2 separate regions of the Sus scrofa genome follow, and region 1 is linked to region 2. The links are chromatin contacts, called in public promoter capture Hi-C maps. All regions are on one chromosome and are shown on one strand. Each heading gives the region's core, a stretch centred on a gene start, on an enhancer-like site or on the middle of the called end of the contact. The rest is flanking DNA. Distances are from core to core; before and after follow the strand shown.

Region 1 (2,817 bases), core at 87-2,586, 520 kb after region 2:
AAACTGAGGCCCAGAGAGGCTTACTGGCTGCTCCCAAGTCGCAGGGCAGAGCAGTGGAAAGGCAGAGAGGAAAATGCCTGCCCTGGAGCCACGTCACCTGCCCATCCTGCCGCCCACAGCTCTCTGGGGAGTTGGGCTCAGTGTCCTCACCTCTCCACCCCTCCCCCTGCCCTGCCCTGCCCTGCCCTGCCCTGTCCTGCCCTGGTGGACACCTGATGCTCCCCCGAAAGGTGCACCTCGCCCGGTCCCCTCTCCTGGCCCCAGGCCTGGCATTCAAGGCCCCAGATCTAATTACAGGGCCCCCCACCCCCTCTCAAGCTCACACAACTCCCTACATTGTTGCCTTCGGGAAGTTATCTGGCCCCTGGAAGCTGCCTCCAAGGCTGATTCACTTGGCCCTGGGAAAAAGCAGGAACCCATTCTGGGGCCCTATAAAGGGTGTGGCAAAGGGGCCACAGATTGGGAGCAGGGGCCGAAGGAGCTAGGATTTTCAGGGATGGGGGGCGGGGCGGAGGGCTCGGGTACCTGCGTGAGCATCAGTTTGTTACCTCTGCCTCCCCAAGCAATGGCCACTCTCAGGTAGGCCTGGTGAGCAGGGAGTGTGGGGATGCTCGAGCAGCTCTCTTTCCCACCCTGACTCAGCAGACAACCCCTACAGGCCCAGCAGGGAGGCAGGGGGCCTTTGGTACCAGAGGAGATGACTGGGCAGTCTCAAAAACCGGAGCATTGACTACAGGCGACGCCCCCAGCCCTCCCGGGTCCCCACTGGGCACGCAGTCACCCAAATAAAGGACAGCCCCTCCAGATAACGGATCCCAGGAGGAAGGCTAGGATGGGATGGGGAGAGGCTAGTAACCCCAAGAAATCCACTGGGATTTAGGCAACTCAGGGGCCAGAGTTGGCAAACGGAAGAAGCTGATGGAAGAAAGAGGCTTGTGGCTTATTGCATGCCAGATGGGTTCCAGACCCCGCGGGACAAACCCTCGGGAAGCTGCGAGGAGGCAGGAACGTGGCATTATTCGTATGCTATTTCCTGGGTCTCCCTCCTTGCCTGCCATCTCTTGGGGCCTCCCGCAGACAGAGGGCTGTGCTCTTTTGAGACTGTCTCAAGGGCTTTGCTTGGGTGAAAGTGTGCCGCGCTGGGTCGGGGCGGGAGGTGGTGAGGGGGCCAGGGGTCTTGGTCTCTGATGTCCCCTCTCTGCAGTACTCGCCCGCCTGCCCCGGTCTCCCCTCCTGGGTTAAGCGAGTGGATCCGGCCGCAGCGGCTACCTGGGTCACCGTCTCCGTCCATCGCTGCGGAGGGCGGTCGCGAGAGGAGGAGGAGCCGGAGCACTGCGGGGCTGTCCGAGTCCCGCGGCGGCGGCGGCGGCGGCGGCGAGTCCAGGCGCTGCCCGCGTCTGGGTCGGGTCCCCGCCGGCCGCGCCTCTTAAAGGCCCCCCCGCCCCCCGCCTTTGGCCCTGCGCCCGGACGCCCAGCAGTCCCGAGCGATCAGCCGGAGGCCTGAAGCTCTCGGTTCCTTGGAGGACCGACAAGGAGGCCAGGAAAGGTCAGGGGTCGGGTTTGGTTTTTGTGTTTTAATGGGGGTGGGGGGAGTCCGGTTCGGAACGGCTCCCAGCGCCGCCCTGGGCTGGCTGCTGGGAGGCGGCGGCGAGGGAACAGGGAGAGTCTGGGTCAGGCGGAGGGTGCGGGGCGCGCCGCCCAGGCGGAGGGAGCGAAGCCGAGGCTCCTCCTGGCACCGCCCCCACCTCGAGGTAATTTTCCTACCTCTGCGGGGGGCGCGTCCCAGGACTCTCGCTCCCCGCGCCGCTGGGACCCGGTCGGGCGGCGGAGGCGGGGCCGGGGCGGGGCCTGGAGGGCCGGGGCGGGGCCGCACCCACGGGCGACCGCAGGCCGAGCCCGGCTCAGCCCCGGCCACCGAGCGGGATCGCACAGCGGCGGCCGAGTGCAGGTGACCTGCGGGAGTGGGCGCGGGGCGCGGGCGCGGGGTGCGTGCGGGGGCCGGGCGGGCGGGCGGGCGGGCGGGCTCGGCGTTTCCCGGCCCCGCCGCAGTGCGCAGAGGGAGGCCTGGCGCCGACAAGGCCCAGGCCGCGGGGTTGCTCGGCGCGGCCTCGAGCGGCGGCGCGGGCGCGAACCCCAGCTGGGGTCTCCATCGATGCGCAGGGGTCCGAGCCTCGACTTTGGGGGACATTTGAAAGCCACAAGGCGGGATGGGAAATCCAAGGCGCGCGCGGTGGGGGGGCACCTGGGGCTGGAGCCCAGCCACAGCGGTGGGAGTAAGGGTATAGGAAAGGCCGTTCCCCATCACTCACGCCTCCTCCAGTCCCAGCCAGTTAGATCATTTCCTCCGCAGAAGGTGGTTTGAGCGCTTTGGTCCTACGTCAGAGACAATGGTCATTATCCTCCCCCCACACGTTCTCTCCCTCGTCCGTTTTGAGAATGGGAGAGAGAATGCAGAAGGCACCAGAGAGGCTGCAGGGCTGCGGATTATTCCCACTCTAAAGACGGTCAGGCCTATTGAAAAAGGCTGGCTCTAGGAGTTCCCGTCGTGGCGCAGCGAGAACCAATCTACTAGGAACTATGAGGTTGCGGGTTCGATCCCTGGCCTCGCTCAGTGGGTTAAGGATCTGACGTTGCCGTAAGCTGTGGTGTTAGGCCAGAGAGGAGGCTCGAATCAGGCGTTGCTGTAGCTCGGCCTAGGCTGGCAGCAACAGCTCCGATTCGATCCCTCGCCTGGGAACCTCTCTATGCCGCAGGTGCAGCCCTGAAAGGACCAAAAAAAAAAAAAAAAAAAAAAAAAAGACTGGCTCTAATGGCTCT
Region 2 (2,738 bases), core at 139-2,638:
GTTAATCTGGCTAGAATGAAAAACTTTGTTAAATGTTAGCCATTAAAACTTTTGAGAGAGGAGTGGACAACTAGAATGAGAGATTTTTAAGGTTAAATCAGAGCTTAAATATTCTTAGGAAAAAACATGTTAAGTACTACTTAGAATTCAGAAGATGTATGTGATAATTAGAATAATTTCTTGTTGAATACTAGCTAAGTCTTTTGATTGTATACGTGAGTTCTATATTCTGCTGTTGTATGCTCTGTGATCTATTAAGTGCGCCCAGCTATTTAATTTAGGTCATGGTAAGAAGGAAAAAAACCACTACAGATTTCTAATACTTTTCATGTTGTATTTCATCTTATGGAAATGCCACATTTGATTGAATTGTCGCCTGAATTTGTACATTAGGTTATTTCCAAGTGCTAGGAACATCCTCACTAAATTTAAAACTTAGCATTGGAATTACCAGTTCAAAGATGATGAATGCTTTTAAGACTTCTGAAATATATTGCCAGGTTGTACTTCAGAGAAAATTCATGTTGTCTTCAACAGTGTGAAATAGAGCTGTTCCATGTTCTTTTTTGTCTGCTAGTTTGATACGTGAAAAATTACAGTATTGATTTTAACGTAGAAATCAGTCCATACCCAGCCTAGGCTAAAGTATCCAATTTATCTAACCCCAAAAAACCATGATTCAGGGTAGTTCCTGAACCAATACTGCTGTGATATGTAACCTCTCAGAGGTCACTAAATCCAAAAAACAGAATAATAGTTAATATGAACAGGCAGTTTACAGAAAGGCACAAGGACAAAAAGACACTGGACTTTGTAAGTAAATACACATTTAACCAATGAGCTGCTATTGGGTTGGTAAAGGTGAATATCACCTCACTGGTTTAGGTCCCCTTAAATCAAAGAATAAGCGGTGAAAACCCAGCAAGTTGGAGAAGTACCTGAAAGGCAATCTCGCCTATACTTTGGTTTGGTTTTGGAGTGGAATGGCAGCTGTCATGTTAATGTTTTTCAGGTCAGTTTGCTGCTAAGGTCTTTAAAGATGATTTTTTAAAACAAGGGATCATTTGTTGATTGGATTTAAAAATTATTAATTATGTTGTTGATCCAAGGAATATAGTTAATGACTTTTGTGTAGACCCCATATTGACCTGCTTCCCCACAATTAGTGGAACTCCAGGACACTATTCCTCCCACAAACCACTTCTGTGTCTCATCATCTAGAAACACTAATGCTCCCCCACTGTCGCCTTTACAGCTGTCCTTGCCCCCACTTTCTAAACCTGCACAGAGCATGTTATCAGTTACCCGCACCCCTGGATCGGACTTCTTTTCAAAGGCAGCAACACATTTCTGGTGGTCAACAATGGGCAGGTCAGCAGACATTAGATTTCTGGCAAGAAAACCCCTTTGGGTTAATCCCCATCCAGATGCAGTCCCAATGTCATTTGTCCTCATGAAGGATTCGGCTTCTTTTCTTGGCAAACAGATAGGCATGACGTTGCTATTGATAACAACTTTGTCCTTCAATTTAATCAGTGCTATGTCGTTATCATACCCAGCATTGTGAGTATAACCTTCATGTATAAAAATGGCCTCGGCCCAGGCCTGTGTATAATGAGGTGACAGTCTCTTCAAGACACCCAACCTAATGTCTAGGGAGGAGGCATCTTCTTTTTGTTTATATACAGCATGAGCAGCTGTTAGGATCCAGTCGTCAGATACAAGTGCACCTGCTGCCATAGTTTCACCAAATAGCAGGACTTGCCAGGGAAAATCCCCAAGCTTTGCTTTTTGTCCTCCGTATATACGACCTTCTGTAGTACGGGTTGATAGTCCACAAACTGGGGGAAGAAGCAGATGTATAGAGCCTTTATAGATGTATAGAGCCTTTTTCTTCAGTTACTACCACTTTGGGGTTGTGTGTATTTACTGTCAGCTAAAAATTGTATCACATGAGTCGTCCACCTATACATACAGGCAAGTGAGGCTGCTTAAAACTGTTTAAAGACCCTATAAAAACATTTGCTATTTCTTAGCTCCTCAGAAAATGAGGTGTGTGAAAATTAACTTTTATAAACTAATTTGTTTTGCTAAAATAATTTGGTCTCACAATTGGGTAAATTATTTTAATAGGGCAAACAGAAACTGTCTGAGCTGATGTGCATAGGAAGTAAAAGGAAATGACTTTTTCATTGCTGCTTTTTCCTGCTTGTAAAATTGGGGGTATTTACCATATATATAGTTCTGGGACGGCAGAAACTAAGGTCATTGTCACAAGATTTGCAATATTACTTTCGCCTTTGAACATTTAAATGTTTTAAAAATTACAGTGTTGCAGTTGTAGCCAGGAACCTTCAGGTTCAGAAATTATTTTCTGTCCAGTTGATTGTTCCAAACACTAGAATTTACTATATATGTTGCTAAGTATACTCATTAATGTTTTCTGTTGTGGCAGAATAAAACTTAGACATGATAAGCTAAGATAGAGTTTAAAAAAAAAAAAACTAAGCCAAGTAACAAAGGGGTAGTGAATATATTACTACCTTTCTGATTTTTAATCACTAACTATATTTTAACAGCCAGTTCTGGTAAAACATTTTTTTAAGTACTATTAAAGGCAAATTGCATTAATGTTTAAAAACTAGAAGTCATTGAAAACAGTTGCTTAGGGAAATAATGAAGTTATTAGCTTTGGGTTTTAATAGCATTTTTATAGAGAAGAAAAGTAACAGAAGAAC

Evidence for each region. Promoter capture Hi-C pulls out the DNA fragments that hold promoters and counts their contacts.
Region 1: a promoter capture Hi-C map of liver shows a contact between it and region 2, with 5 times the contacts expected there. The contact joins the promoter of FBXO44 here to the enhancer-like site in region 2. A contact is called at or near these places in 2 of 5 promoter capture datasets (fetal skeletal muscle and liver), 8 of 47 Hi-C or Micro-C datasets (alveolar macrophages, embryonic fibroblasts, mesenteric adipose tissue and 4 more) and 1 of 2 datasets of contacts at active chromatin or transcription factors (alveolar macrophages).

Annotation. Positions count from the first base shown.
Region 1 is chr6:71,745,874-71,748,690 of Sscrofa11.1, forward strand. FBXO44 (F-box only protein 44) reads left to right here and starts at 1,337. Exons shown (of 5, transcript XM_021095338.1): 1 at 1,337-1,546. FBXO2 (F-box only protein 2) reads right to left here and starts at 1,392. Exons shown (of 6, transcript XM_021095335.1): 1 at 1,270-1,392. The coding sequence starts at 1,291.
Region 2 is chr6:71,224,318-71,227,055 of Sscrofa11.1, forward strand. The region is part of intron 7 of TARDBP (TAR DNA-binding protein 43); the gene reads left to right. It overlaps MASP2 (mannan binding lectin serine peptidase 2), which reads right to left. Exons shown (of 10, transcript NM_001163648.1): 10 at 320-1,841. The coding sequence ends at 1,078. Among named protein-coding and RNA genes, the nearest start is that of TARDBP, 12 kb to the left of the region's middle. Within about 2 kb of position 1,389, at least 1 of the 83 cell types and tissues checked has an H3K27ac peak or open chromatin away from gene starts, as enhancers often do. A contact at or near this core is called in liver, where this site is marked.